Linked DNA regions of Pan troglodytes: region 2 is linked to region 1. A link is a contact called in public HiChIP or PLAC-seq data. All regions are on one chromosome and are shown on one strand. Each heading gives the region's core, a stretch centred on a gene start, on an enhancer-like site or on the middle of the called end of the contact. The rest is flanking DNA. Distances are from core to core; before and after follow the strand shown. Region 1 holds the start of KLHL11 (kelch like family member 11). Region 2 holds the start of HAP1 (huntingtin associated protein 1).

Region 1 (6,553 bases), core at 1,047-3,546:
ACAATTCGTAGTAATAGTAGTGACAGTGGAAAATTATGAAGAAAAAATGAGAAATAATGATAAATGCTTTGAATTTTTTTGCCTTCCCAGAAGCCAAATCTTATCCTGAATGTAGATGGTCTCATCGGAGTCGCATTTGTAGACATGCTTAGAAACTGTGGGTCCTTTACTCGGTGAGCATTGCAGCTGTTTTCTTCTTCATTACGTTTGTTGATTTTTGTTGTTTCCTCCGAACTATAAAAGTAATGCATACTCAGAATATTTGAAAAATAAGGAGAGGTATAAAGAAGAAAACAAAAATTGCCTGTAATGCTACCACCCAGAGCACCCCTTTTCTTCTCATTCTTGGGCAGTAGTAGTACTGTCTGTGGGGAGGAGGGCAGTCACGTGAGCCTTTTAAAACTACAAGTTGATTGTGTGTTGCAGGGAGGAAGCTGATGAATATATTGACATTGGAGCCCTCAATGGCATCTTTGTGCTGGGAAGGAGTATGGGCTTCATTGGTGAGTCCGTTCGTTGTTGTTTTAAGTGTTTTTTTTTAAACCCCACGGTTCAGCTACACCACTTACCCATGGGGTTGAGTTTCTTTTTTTTTTTTTTTCTTTTTTAATTTTCTTTTTGTGGTTCAGTTTCTACAGAAGAAATGTCATATCCTCTTAATCATTGTTCTTAATCTTTCCTTTCTTACTTTAACCTTTCCCCTTATCTTTATCATTGTTCCTTTGTTCTTAGAAATGATTGCTAGCCCAGGAAATTTTTTTTTTTTTTTTTTTTGAGACTGAGTCTTGCTCTGTCACCGGGCTGGAGTGCAGTGGCGCGGTCTCAGCTCACTGCAACCTCCGCCTCCCGGGTTCAAGCGATTCTCCTGCCTCAGCCTCCCAAGCAGCTGGGACTACAGGCGCATGCCACCACGCCTGGCTAATTTTTTGTATTTTTAGTAGAGACGGGGTTTCACCATGTTAGCCAGGATGGTCTCGATCTCCCAACCTCGTGATCTGCCCACCTCGGCCTCCCAAAGTGCTGGGATTACAGGCGTGAGCCACCGTGCCCGGCCTATTTTTATTATTTATTTTATTTTTTCCCTTTAAAATTTTGTTTTAATTTAAAGGAAAATAGAATCAGATCCAACAGCTCCCTTGTACAAAGTCCGCCTCATCTACCTATACAGTGGATTTGGACTAAACTTCCCACTGCTTTGTGTCTACTTTTTTTGTGTGTTAGAAAGATTTCCCTTCCTTAGCCTCTTCCTCTCACCAGGCTTATGAAGCTCTAATAAAAAAGATGTGTTTGCTTCATTTTAGGACACTATCTTGATCAGAAGAGGCTGAAGCAGGGGCTGTATCGTCATCCGTGGGATGATATTTCATATGTTCTTCCGGAACACATGAGCATGTAACAGAGCCAGGAACCCTACTGCAGTAAACTGAAGACAAGAACTCCTCCCCCAGGAAAAAGTGTACAGACAGCTGGCAGTGGAGCCTGCTTTATTTAGCAGGGGCCTGGAATGTAAACAGCCACTGGGGTACAGGCACCGAAGACCAACATCCACAGGCTAACACCCCTTCAGTCCACACAAAGAAGCTTCATATTTTTTTTTATAAGCATAGAAATAAAAACCAAGCCAATATTTGTGACTTTGCTCTGCTACCTGCTGTATTTATTATATGGAAGCATCTAAGTACTGTCAGGATGGGGTCTTCCTCATTGTAGGGCGTTAGGATGTTGCTTTCTTTTTCCATTAGTTAAACATTTTTTTCTCCTTTGGAGGAAGGGAATGAAACATTTATGGCCTCAAGATACTATACATTTAAAGCACCCCAATGTCTCTTTTTTTTTTTTACTTCCCTTTCTTCTTCCTTATATAACATGAAGAACATTGTATTAATCTGATTTTTAAAGATCTTTTTGTATGTTATGTGTTAAGGGCTTGTTTGGTATCCCACTGAAATGTTCTGTGTTGCAGACCAGAGTCTGTTTATGTCAGGGGGATGGGGCCATTGCATCCTTAGCCATTGTCACAAAATATGTGGAGTAGTAACTTAATATGTAAAGTTGTAACATACATACATTTAAAATGGAAATGCAGAAAGCTGTGAAATGTCTTGTGTGTTATGTTCTCTGTATTTATGCAGCTGATTTGTCTGTCTGTAACTGAAGTGTGGGTCCAAGGACTCCTAACTACTTTGCATCTGTAATCCACAAAGATTCTGGGCAGCTGCCACCTCAGTCTCTTCTCTGTATTATCATAGTCTGGTTTAAATAAACTATATAGTAACAATGAAGGCATACTGCTGGCTCCTGGCATCCATATCCTTTGATCTGTATTCCTTTGTAACTGTACTTTTTTCCAGACAGGGTATCACTCTGCCGCCCCAGGGCTGGAGTACAGTGGCACCATCACAGCTCACTGCAGCCTCCATCTCCTGGGCTCAAGCAGTCCTCCCACTCCAGCCTCCCAAGTAGCTGGGACTACAGGAGCATACCACCACTCCAGGCTAACTTTTGTATTTTTTGTGGAGATAAGGTTTTGCTGTATTTCCCAGGCTGGTCTGGAACTCATGGACTCAAGCAATCCATCCTCCTTGGCGTCCCAAAGTGCTGTTACAGGCGTGAGCCACTGTGCCTGGCCTGGCCTGAACTGTACTAATAGTTTCAGTATATATGGTTTTAAAAATGCTCATCTACGGTCAGGCGTGGTGGCTCATGCCTGTAATCCCAGCACTTTGGGAGGCCGAGGCGGGTGGATCACGAGGTCAGCAGATGGAGACCATCCTGGCTAACACGGTGAAACCCCGTCTCTATTAAAAATACAAAAACTTAGCCAGGCATGGTGGCGGGCGCCTGTAGTCTCAGCTACTCTGGAGGCTGAGGCAGGAGAATGGCGTGAACCCGGGAGGCGGGGGTTGCAGTGAGCCGAGACCGGGCCACTGCACTCCAGCCTGGGCGACAGAGCGAGACTCCGTCTCAAAAAAAAAAAAATTAGCCTGGAGTGGTGGCGGGCGCCTGTAGTCCCAGCTACTCGGGAGGCTGAGGCACAAGAATCGCTTGAACCCGGGTGGCGGAGGTTGCAATAAGCGAAGAGCGCGCCACTGCGCTCCAGCCTGGGCAACAGAGCGAGACTCCGTCTCAAAAAAAAAACAACAACAAAAAACCCAAAACAAAAACAAAAACAAACAAAAAAAAACGGATAACGAGTAACTCATTCATCCCTCATCCACTTAGCTGGGGCTAGATCTTATAAAAATCCTGTATTGCCACTCAAGGCTTTAACAACAGGTAATGGTCTAAGGTGGCTTTACTCGACAAAATGACTGCAGAGAGCATGCTACCCACTAAGGAAAGGAAGCGAGCCATCCTCGCACCGACGCCCTGGGGCGAAGTCTTCTGGACTGGGCGACTGTTACTGACGGACCTCACCAAGGCAGGCAGAGCTGCTGGAGGCGAGGCGGCGCATGTGCGGCCGGCGGGCGACCTGGCCCCGCCCCGCGCGCACTATTTAATCCCAGAATCCCTCTGTGTCGCACCAACGGCCGCATCGTTCCGAGGCTGTGGAGGCCGGGCGCAGCGGCGTCAAGATGGCGGCTGCGGCAGTGGCGGCGGCGGCGGCGGCGGCCGCGGCTGCATCTCTTCAGGTACTGGAGATGGAGAGCATGGAGACGGCCGCCGCCGGCTCGGCAGGACTGGCCGCCGAGGTCCGAGGCAGCGGCACGGTGGACTTCGGGCCTGGGCCGGGGATCTCTGCAATGGAGGCGAGCGGGGGCGATCCGGGCCCAGAAGCCGAGGATTTCGAGTGCAGCTCTCACTGCTCAGAGCTGTCCTGGCGGCAGAACGAGCAGCGGCGCCAGGGCCTCTTCTGCGACATTACCCTGTGCTTCGGCGGGGCTGGAGGCCGCGAGTTCCGGGCCCACCGCTCGGTACTGGCTGCCGCCACCGAGTACTTCACGCCCCTGCTCTCGGGCCAGTTTTCCGAGTCCCGCTCGGGACGGGTGGAGATGCGCAAGTGGAGCTCCGAGCCGGGGCCCGAACCCGACACAGTGGAAGCCGTAATCGAGTACATGTACACCGGGCGCATCCGCGTCAGCACGGGCAGCGTGCACGAGGTGCTGGAGTTGGCCGACAGGTAGGCGAGGGAGGCGGGAGCGCGGAGGGCGGCGGGCGCGGAGAGGGGGAGATGCTCGCCGGCGGAGGGGAGGGCAGTGCCTGCCACGGCAGCTCGCGAGTCCTGAGTGAACGCATCGGTTTCACACTCGCTGAGCGCCTGCTTGGGGGCAGCCACCGCGGTGGGCGAGGAGGATGCACCATCAGGTCCGGCGAGGGCGCCCCGCGCCCAAGGAGCTCAGATACTAGGTGATGGGACAAAAGTGATGAAAAGGAAAGTCAGTATGTGGTAACTGTTGTGCTGACGTTCAAAAGGAATGAAAGGCTAGGGATTGAATAAAGATCTTTCTGAAGAGGTGAAGTTTAGATCGACCTCTGAATGTCAAAAAATAACTGACCGTGCGAAGATGGGGAATGAATATTCCAGACAGCGCAAACGCCCTCAGGCAGGATCCAGTTTGGCTTAGAGAAGAGAATTAAAATACAGTCCAGTGAGGCTGGATCTAGTGGATGAAGGGGAGAAGGATGCGTGAGATGCGTTGGAATAAGGAGTTTGGATTTCACTAAGTGTGATAGGAAGCTGGGTAAAGAAATAGCTGATTTAAATATTTTAGTATTATTTTGCCACTGTGTTAAACGGATTGTAGGGAGCAGGAATGCTCCAGAGACTGGTTAGAAGGCAGGTAATACCGTTTATAGAGATGGAGAGGCGTTTGTTTTGGCAATTATCATCTTACAGATACATTAACAAAAATGCCTATTGAGCGCCTATTACGCATCAGCTCAGATGCGGGATTCTAAGGTGCTAGGGTTTCAGCAGTGATCAAAACAGACAAAAGTCCTTTTCCTTATCGCACTTAGGTTGGTAGATGGACGGTAAATAAGTAAAATGTATAACCTGTTGGATGATTGTCATCACTGATGAAAAATAAAGCATGGGGGGAGTACATAGAAACTGCTGGGGGAGAGGAAGTGTTTTCCAAATTGGGTGGATAGAGAATGCCCTATGAAGAAGACGTTTTGCTAAGAACCGAAGGAGGTAAGGTAGACTGTGTCAGGTAGGGGACACAGGTACAGAGGCTCTGAGGTGGAGCTTGTATGTTAGAGAACAGCGGGGGGCCAGTGTGGCTGTATCAAAGGGATGCAGGATGAGAGGAACAGGAGAAGCCCCAGGATGGTAATGGGCATGGATCCAGATCCCGTAGGGCCTTGATGGCCTGTGGAAGGACATGAGCTTTTACTCTGATTGAAATGGGAAGGTTTGGGGCAGAGGAATGATGCAGTCTGATTTGATGAATAGTGCTGTGTTGAAAAAAGGATGTGGCGGCCAGGCGCGGTGGCCCACGCCTGTAATCTCAGCACTTTGAGAGGCCGAGGTGCGTGGACGCTTGAGGTCAGGAGTTCGAGACCAGCCTGGCCAACATGGTGAAACCCCTGTCTCTACTAAACGTACAAAAATTAGCCGGGCGTGGTGGCGTGCCTGTAATCCCAGCTGTTGGGGAGGCTGAGACACAAGAATCGCTTGAGCCTGGGAGGCGGGAGGCTGAGGTTGCAGTAAGCTGAGATTGCGCCGCTGTACTCCAGCCTGGCGGACAGAGCAAGACTCTGTCTCAAAAAAAAAAAAAAAAAAAAGAACAAAGGATGTGGCATTGGGGAGGAGGGGGCACCAAGGGCAGACGCAGAGAGACTAGTGTAGGAGGTTGTGGCAGTGGTGGTGGAGGCTTCGATTGAGGAGGGAGAAGTAAAGGTGATGAGAACTGCTCTGGTTCCAGATATATTTTGAAAATGGATGAGATGAATTTGCTGATGGATTTGACGTGGGGTATAAGGGAAAAGACTGCTACCTTTTTGACCCAAGCAATGGGAAGGATGGAATTATTACGATGTGGAAGATTGCAGAAGAGCAGGTTTGGGAGTAAGATCAGGAGTTTTTGGATTTGGTTAAGGAGATCCCTGGGAAGTGCATGGGAGCTAGAGATACAGATTGGGGAAAATTACCGTATAAATGGTAACTAAAGCCTTGGGGCTGGATGGTATTACTTAAGGAGTATACATAGAAAAGGGGCAGCGGGGAGAGAGTAGGCAAGACTGAGCCCTGGGGTTCTCTAGAATGTAAAATAGCCGGCTGGGCGAAGTGGCTCACGCCTGTAATCTCAGCACTTTGAGAGGCCGAGGCAGATGGATCACTTGACCAGCCTGGCCAACATGATGAAACCCCATCTCCACTAAAAATACAAAAATTAGGCCGGGCGCGGTGGCTCACGCCAGTAATCCTAGCACTTTGGGAGGCCGAGGTGGGCAGATCACGAGGTCAGGAGATCAAGACTATCCTAGCTAACATGATGAAACCCTGTCTCTACTAAAAATACAAAAAAAAAAAAAAAAAAAAAAAAAAAATTAGCCAGGCATGGTGGCGGGTGCCTGTAGTCCCAGGTACTCAGGAGGCTGAGGCAGG
Region 2 (6,553 bases), core at 1,222-3,721, 130 kb after region 1:
CCAGGAGTTGGGCTGGGCTCTTTAAGAAGAGGAGAAAAGTTAAAGGGAGCCAGGTGTGGTGGCTCATGCCTATAATCCCAGCACTTTGGGAGGCCGAGGCTAGATGGATCACTTGAGGTCCGGAGTTCAAGACCAACCTGGGCAAAATGGTGAAACCCCGTCTCTACTAAAAATACAAAAATTAGATGGGTATGGTGGCATGTGCCTGTAGTCCCAGCTACTCGGGAGGCTAAGGCAGGAGAATTGCTCGAACCCAGGAGGCGGAGGCTGCAGTGAGCCGAGATCATGCCACTGAACTCCAGCCTGGGCGACAGAGTGAGACTCCCTCTCAAAAAAACAAAAGAAAAGTTAAAGGGGAACCTCTGAGGGCCTAGGCCCCCCATTCTCCGCTGATGTAAGGAGGGACTGTACCTGGGTTCTGGGGTGGGGGTGAGGGCTATGGCGGCCACTGCCTGGTTCTGGAGGGGAAGGCCTGGATCAGAGATGGGGGAGGGCCCCCGAAAGGCCTGCAGGAGACAGCAGGACTGTGGCGGGGGTGAGGAGGTCTCCCCTGTCCCTAATTCAGGGTGCCCCTCCACCCTGCTCCCCTGCAGAAAGTAACCCTGGTGCCTGCCCCCCCCCCCCCCAGGTCCCTGGCACCGACCCTTAGGGGCTCTTTCTATGACCTACCCTGTTCCAGGTGTTTTTTTCCCAGGGTCAGGCCAGGGGAGGGGGCAGGAGGAGGGGCCTGAGCCACCTGTGTGCTGCCCAGGGCTGGGCACTGGAGTGAATGTGCCCCAGGTTCAGGGCGGTGTGCACAATTAGGTGGTGGGTGGTCTGGCTTTGCAGCCTGGCAAGTCTTCTGCACCCTCCCATCCTCTTTGGATCCAGGAGGGTCCATGGGTGCACACTGGGAGGGAGGACAGGAGGCCGAGGGTCTTTGCTGTGTCTGATTTCTCCCCCTAGACGAGAAGCAGGAGAGGGAGGGGGTGGTTGACAGAGGAAAACCACTTGAGAGGCCTGGATCAGAGACCACCCCCAGTCTCCTGGACAGCCCTAGGCTGTGGAAAGGCAGATATCTGTCAGCCAGGCCAAAATGCTCACTTCCAGAATGACGGGCCCCGAGCCCTGGTTTCTCCATTTGTAAAATGGAGTCTCTGTCCCTACTCCACCTGCTGTGGGGCGACTGAGCCTGTAGGTGAGGAAGCCACGGGGGGAGGTATACGGGCTGACACTGCCCTCTGGTGGCCGTAGCCAGAGTTGCTGGCTGCCAGTGCGCTGACCTAGAGGGTGTGGTCAGCTGGGGGAGCTTTCAGGGTCTCCTAACTTCATCTCTGTCTTCTCCATCCCACTGCCTCTGCCTTCTTCCCCGTCAAACTCTCCAGGGGTTTCCCAGGGCTTCTTCCTCATGGGCCAGAAACAATTTAATTCAGCAGGAGTGTAATAGGCTTCTTCTGTATGCCCTGTTCTGTGCTTGGTGGTTGGGGCTGCAGAGATGTCCAAGGCACAGAGAGACAGTCCAGGAAGCTGGGCTGTGGGAGGACCACTCGGCAGAGCCTACGGAGCTGCAGCCTCACGGAAGCCTGGGCTGTGCCGATGCCCGAACAGCCATCTCCTTATGTTCTTCAACCTCACTGTCGTAGCAAACCCTGGGGTTGTGTGTCTCCTTCAAGCTTTCTGCTGACAAAGAAACCACAGGAAACATCCAGACTTTGGGCTGGGCACAGTGGCTCACGCCTGTAATCCCAGCACTTTGGGAGACCAAGGGGGAGGCGGATCACGTGAGGTCGGGAGTTCGAGACCAGCCTGACCAACATGGAAAAACCCCGTCTCTACTAAAAAGACAAAAGTAGCCGGATGTTGTGACGCATGTTATTGGGGAGGCTGAGGCAGAGGCAGGAGAATTGCCTGAACACGGGAGGTGGAGGATGTGGTGAGCCGAGATCATGCCATTGCACTCCAGCCTGGGGCAACAAGAGTGAAACTCCATCTCAAAAAAAGAAAAAAGAAAGAAAGAAAGAAAGAAAATAAAACATGCAGACTTTGAACAAGGAGGAGAACGGTTATGTTATGAAAGTTCCTCCATTTCCAGAAGTATTCTGGGAGATATGCTCTCTTTTCTGCACCTGTTTTCTCCTCCCTGAGGGAACATTTCCATCAGCATGTAAACATATTGTCCTCTCTCCCATCTTCAAAGCACACTCCCCAGCACTCATGTCCTCCTTCAGCTCCTGTGCCCTTTTCCAGCTCTCCTTTGTTGCAGATTTCTTCAATACGGTTTTCTATACTGTCTCCCTCCCTCCCTCCCTCCCTCCCTTCCTTCCTCCCTCCCTCCCTCCTTCCTTCCTTCTGACAGGGTCTTGCTCTGTCACCCAGGCTGGAGTGCAGCCTCGACCTGTGCTCAGGTGATCCTCCCACTTCAGCCCCTGAAGTAGTACAGGTATGCACCACCATGCCCAGCTTTTTTTTTTTTTTTCTGAGAGGGAGTTTTGCTCTTGTCGCCCAGGTTGGAGTGCAATGGCGCAATCTCGGCTCACTGCAACCTCCGCCTCCCGGGTTCAAGTGATTCTCCTGAGTACCTGGGATTACAGGCACCCGTCACCATGCTCAACTAATTTTTTGTATTTTTAGTAGAGACGGGGTTTCACTATGTTGGCCAGGCTGGTATCGAAATCCTGACCTCAGGCGATCCACCCGCCTAGGCTTCCCAAAGTGCTGGGATTACAGGTGTGAGTCACTGCGCCCGGCCAATGTTTGTATTTTTTTGTAGCGAAAGGGTTTTGCCATGTTGCCCAGGTTGGCCTCAAATTCCTGGGCTCAAGCAATTCACCCTCCTAAGCCTCCCAAAGTGCTGGGATTATAGGTGTGAGCCACAGCGCCTAGCCTTCTTTCTGTTTTCATTTTGTTACCTCTCGTTATTTCCTCACTCCTCTTTGGTCTCTCTCACCCCCTCTACCAAGACCGCTCTTTTTTTTTTTTTTTTTTTTTTTTTTTTTGAGACAAGTCTTGCTCTGTCGCCCAGGCTGGAGTGCAGTGGTGCAATCTCGGCTCACTGAAACTTCTGCCTCCTGGGTTCAAGCAATTCTCCTGCCTCAGCCTTCCAAGTAGCTGGGCTTACAGGCTTGTTCCACCACACCGAGCTAATTTTTGTATTTTAGTAGAGATGGGGTTTCACTATGTTGGCCGGGTTGGTCTCAAACTCCTGACCTCAGGTGATCCACCTGCCTTGGCTTCCCAGAGTGCTAGGATTACAGGTGTGAGCCACTGTGCCTGGCCCCCAAGACCACTCTTGCCGAGGCCATGACCCCAGCTCACCAAGGTTGCCCATGACCCCAGTTTGCCAAGCTGAGTCTCTGTCCTCAGTCTTTGCCTGGCCCAACAGCACCACCCAACACAGGTGGCCACTCTCTACATGAAACATTTTCTTTACTTTCTAGGACCCAACTTTCCTGGTTTTCCTCTACTTCACTGCCCCACTCATCCCAGTCTTCCTTTTGATGCCTCCTCTTCTTCTTTCTGCCCTCTGAATCCTAGGGGGGTTAGTCCTGTGCGCTCTTATCTGTCTTCTCTCAGTCTCCTGGGGATCTCACCAGTCTCATAGCTTTAAATGGTCATCAAAGAACAATGACTCCTACATTTAAATCTCCAGCCCGGTCTCTCCCCTACACTCAGATTTATACATCTAATTGTCTACCCAACATTTCCAGTAGGATACTTAAAAAAAAAAGTATTCTATTTATTTATTTATTTTGAGGGGGAGGCTCGCTCTGTAGCCCCAGCTGGAGTGCATTGGCACAATTTCGGTTCACTGCAACCTCTACCTTCCAGGTTCAAGCAGTTCTCCTGCCTCAGCCTCTTGAGTAGCTGGGACTACAGGCACACGCCACCATGCTTGGCTAATTTTTGTATTTTTAGTAGAGACAGGGTTTCACCAGGTGGCCAGGCTTGTCTGGAACTCCTGACCTCAGGTGATTCGCCTGCCCCGGCCTCCCAAAGTGCTGGGATTACAGGCGTGAGCCACTGCGCCCGGCTACAGGGAGACTTTTAAGCGGCGTCTCCCAAGAACAGGGGTTCGCCAGCATGGCAAGAGGAGGGCAAAGCGAATTAGGGTAGGAGGTGAAGAACAGTTAATCCAATCAAATGGAAGACGTCGAGTGGCGCGAGCACTGGGGTGTGAGCGCGAGGGTCAGGGTTCCAGCGCCAGGCAGGGTTGCAGCACGTTGGAAGCGAACTGGAGTTTGGAATGTCTCTCCCAGTCAACCGGGAAAGACGCAGCGCTGCCCTAATGCACTGGCCACCCCAGACCGTATGCACAACGTTGGGTTGGCAGCTTCTACACCAGGAAAGGCACCCGAAACCCCGGCGCGGCAGCTGGGGAGGGGCTGCCCCCAGCCAGGCACCCGCGAGTCCTGGGGCAGCCGCGGCTTTGGGCAGAACCATTCTCCGGAGATGGAGAGGGCAGAAAAAATCTTTCGCTCCCATCCCAACTCGGAGCCATCCGGAACTTGCACTCGCCCTTCTTGCCCTCCTTTTCTTACTGTGCTCTGTTCCGTCACCACTAGCTCCCCTCCCGCGCGGCTCTGAGTCCCGCTTGCCACTAGTTGCTTCTCGGCAGCCCCCACCCCTACGCGTGGTCCGGCCCGGCGGCTGGCGCAGGTTATAAAGGTCCCGCCGCAGCAGCGGACAGCTGACTCGAGATGCGCCCGAAGAGGTCGGGCCGGTGCTGCGCGGGGAGCCGGCTCGGACCCGGGGACCCAGCAGCCCTCACCTGTGCACCTTCGCCCTCAGCCAGTCCCGCTCCGGAGCCCTCTGCGCAGCCGCAGGCACGGGGCACTGGACAGAGAGCAGGATCCCTAGCCGCCTCTGGATCCCAGTTCCTCTCGGAAGCCCGCACCGGAGCTCGCCCGGCCTCCGAGGCTGGAGCCAAGGCAGGAGCCCGGCGCCCGTCCGCATTCTCGGCCATCCAAGGGGATGTCCGGTCTATGCCCGACAATTCGGACGCGCCGTGGACCCGCTTCGTATTCCAAGGGCCGTTTGGTTCCCGGGCCACTGGCCGGGGGACTGGAAAGGCAGCGGGCATCTGGAAGACGCCAGCCTCCTACGTTGGCCGGCGACCCGGGGTGTCCGGCCCTGAGCGCGCCGCCTTTATTCGGGAGCTGGAGGAAGGTAAATCGGGCCCCCGGGGTCCTGGACGGGGTGGGGACTGGGGCAACTCCAGGGAGGAAGTGGCCCCATCGGGTCCAGGCGCCCCGCCCCCTCTAGCACTCAGTGTCACCCGTCCACCACCCCCGCGATGTCACTGCGGTGTCTGGTCGCCCCTTCTCCATCTCCTCCTCTGCTCTTGTCCCCTGGTTTGTGCCCGTGAGTCAGGTTCTGGGGCCTGCACGCTCGCCCACCCACCTCCACGCGCCTCTTGCTGCGGCAGATCTGCACCCCCTCAGCGCCCCTCTCCTGGGTCTACCGCAGTGCCAGGAGAGGGGCGGGGGGCTGCGGGAGGGCGCTGTCCCGCGCGCTCTGAGCCTGCGCTGGCCGACCGGGCTTGCGTGCGATGGAGGGGTGGGTGGGCGGGCGGAGGGGGAAGTTTTGCCCACTTTTTGGTTGCGGTTATGGGGGCAAAGTCGCGCTCTTTTCCTGCCCCTTGTCTCTCCTATCCTCCTGCGGGTCGGGGGAGATCTCTGGATTGGGCCTAGAGGCTCGAGTGTCTCCTAATCTGGTGAAGTCTTCCTCCTGTCCTCTGCACACGCAACAGGTGCAGGGTGAGTGGCTGCATCTGTTTGTATGACCCAGGAGACTCCATTGCACTGCCTCCTGGGTAGGGGGTGATGAGCCAGTCTGAGGCTGTACTTCCCCTGGCTGTCTCCATTCTAGGCGCCAGGGACCCAGGTGTCCGGAGAGCCCAGTTTCTGAGCCTGGAGGACTGTGACCCCCTTACCTCAGGCTCCTACAGGGGTAAAAAAAAAAAAAAAAAAAGCCGGGCGCGGTGGCTGACGCCTGTAATCCCAGCCAGCACTTTGGCAGGCCGAGGCGGGCGGATCGCTAGGTCAGGAGTTCGAGACCAGCCTGGCCAACATGGTGAAACCCCGTCTCTACTAAAAATACAAAAATAAGCTGGGCGTGGTGGTGGGCGTGTATAACCCCAGCTACGGGAGGTTGAGGCAGGAGAATTGCTTGAATCTGGGAGGCAGACGTTGCAGTGAGCTGAGATCTCGCCATCGCACTCCAGCCTGGAGGACAAGAGCAAGGCTTTGTCTAAAAAAAAAAAAACAAAAAAACCCCCCCAAAAACCCCAAAAACCTAAAAACCCTGTCCGCTTGGCCCTGGGAGCAGGGAAGGGAGTGTTGAGTGCCGAGGGGTAAGGGGAGGATGTGGGGGGCAGGAGGGGAGCCCAGTCTTCTCTCCCGATGACCCTTGTTGGAGAACTGACGATAGGACGGGAAACAGCTGTTTGCTGGTAGCATCTGCTCCTTTTTCCTGACCTGGCTGGGCCTTTTCTCCCCACCTGCCGCCTCCTGCAGCACTGTGTCCTAACCTACCTCTGCCAGTCAAAAAGATCACCCAGGAAGACGTCAAAGTG

What was found. HiChIP or PLAC-seq counts read pairs in DNA pulled down with a chosen protein or histone mark.
Region 2: an H3K4me3 HiChIP or PLAC-seq map of stem cell-derived excitatory neurons shows a contact between it and region 1, with 11 times the contacts expected there. The contact joins the promoter of HAP1 here to the promoter of KLHL11 in region 1. A contact is called at or near these places in 2 of 7 Hi-C or Micro-C datasets (induced pluripotent stem cells and stem cell-derived neural progenitor cells) and 1 of 1 datasets of contacts at active chromatin or transcription factors (stem cell-derived excitatory neurons).

The regions. Positions count from the first base shown.
Region 1 is chr19:26,273,005-26,279,557 of NHGRI_mPanTro3-v2.0_pri, forward strand. It overlaps KLHL11 (kelch like family member 11), which reads left to right and starts at 2,297. Exons shown (of 2, transcript XM_016931798.4): 1 at 2,297-4,120. The coding sequence starts at 3,576. ACLY (ATP citrate lyase) reads left to right here. Exons shown (of 28, transcript XM_063798578.1): 26 at 91-173; 27 at 427-503; 28 at 1,302-2,286. The coding sequence ends at 1,396.
Region 2 is chr19:26,402,654-26,409,206 of NHGRI_mPanTro3-v2.0_pri, forward strand. HAP1 (huntingtin associated protein 1) reads left to right here and starts at 2,472. Exons shown (of 10, transcript XM_054670901.2): 1 at 2,472-5,145; 2 at 6,495-6,553. The coding sequence starts at 4,677.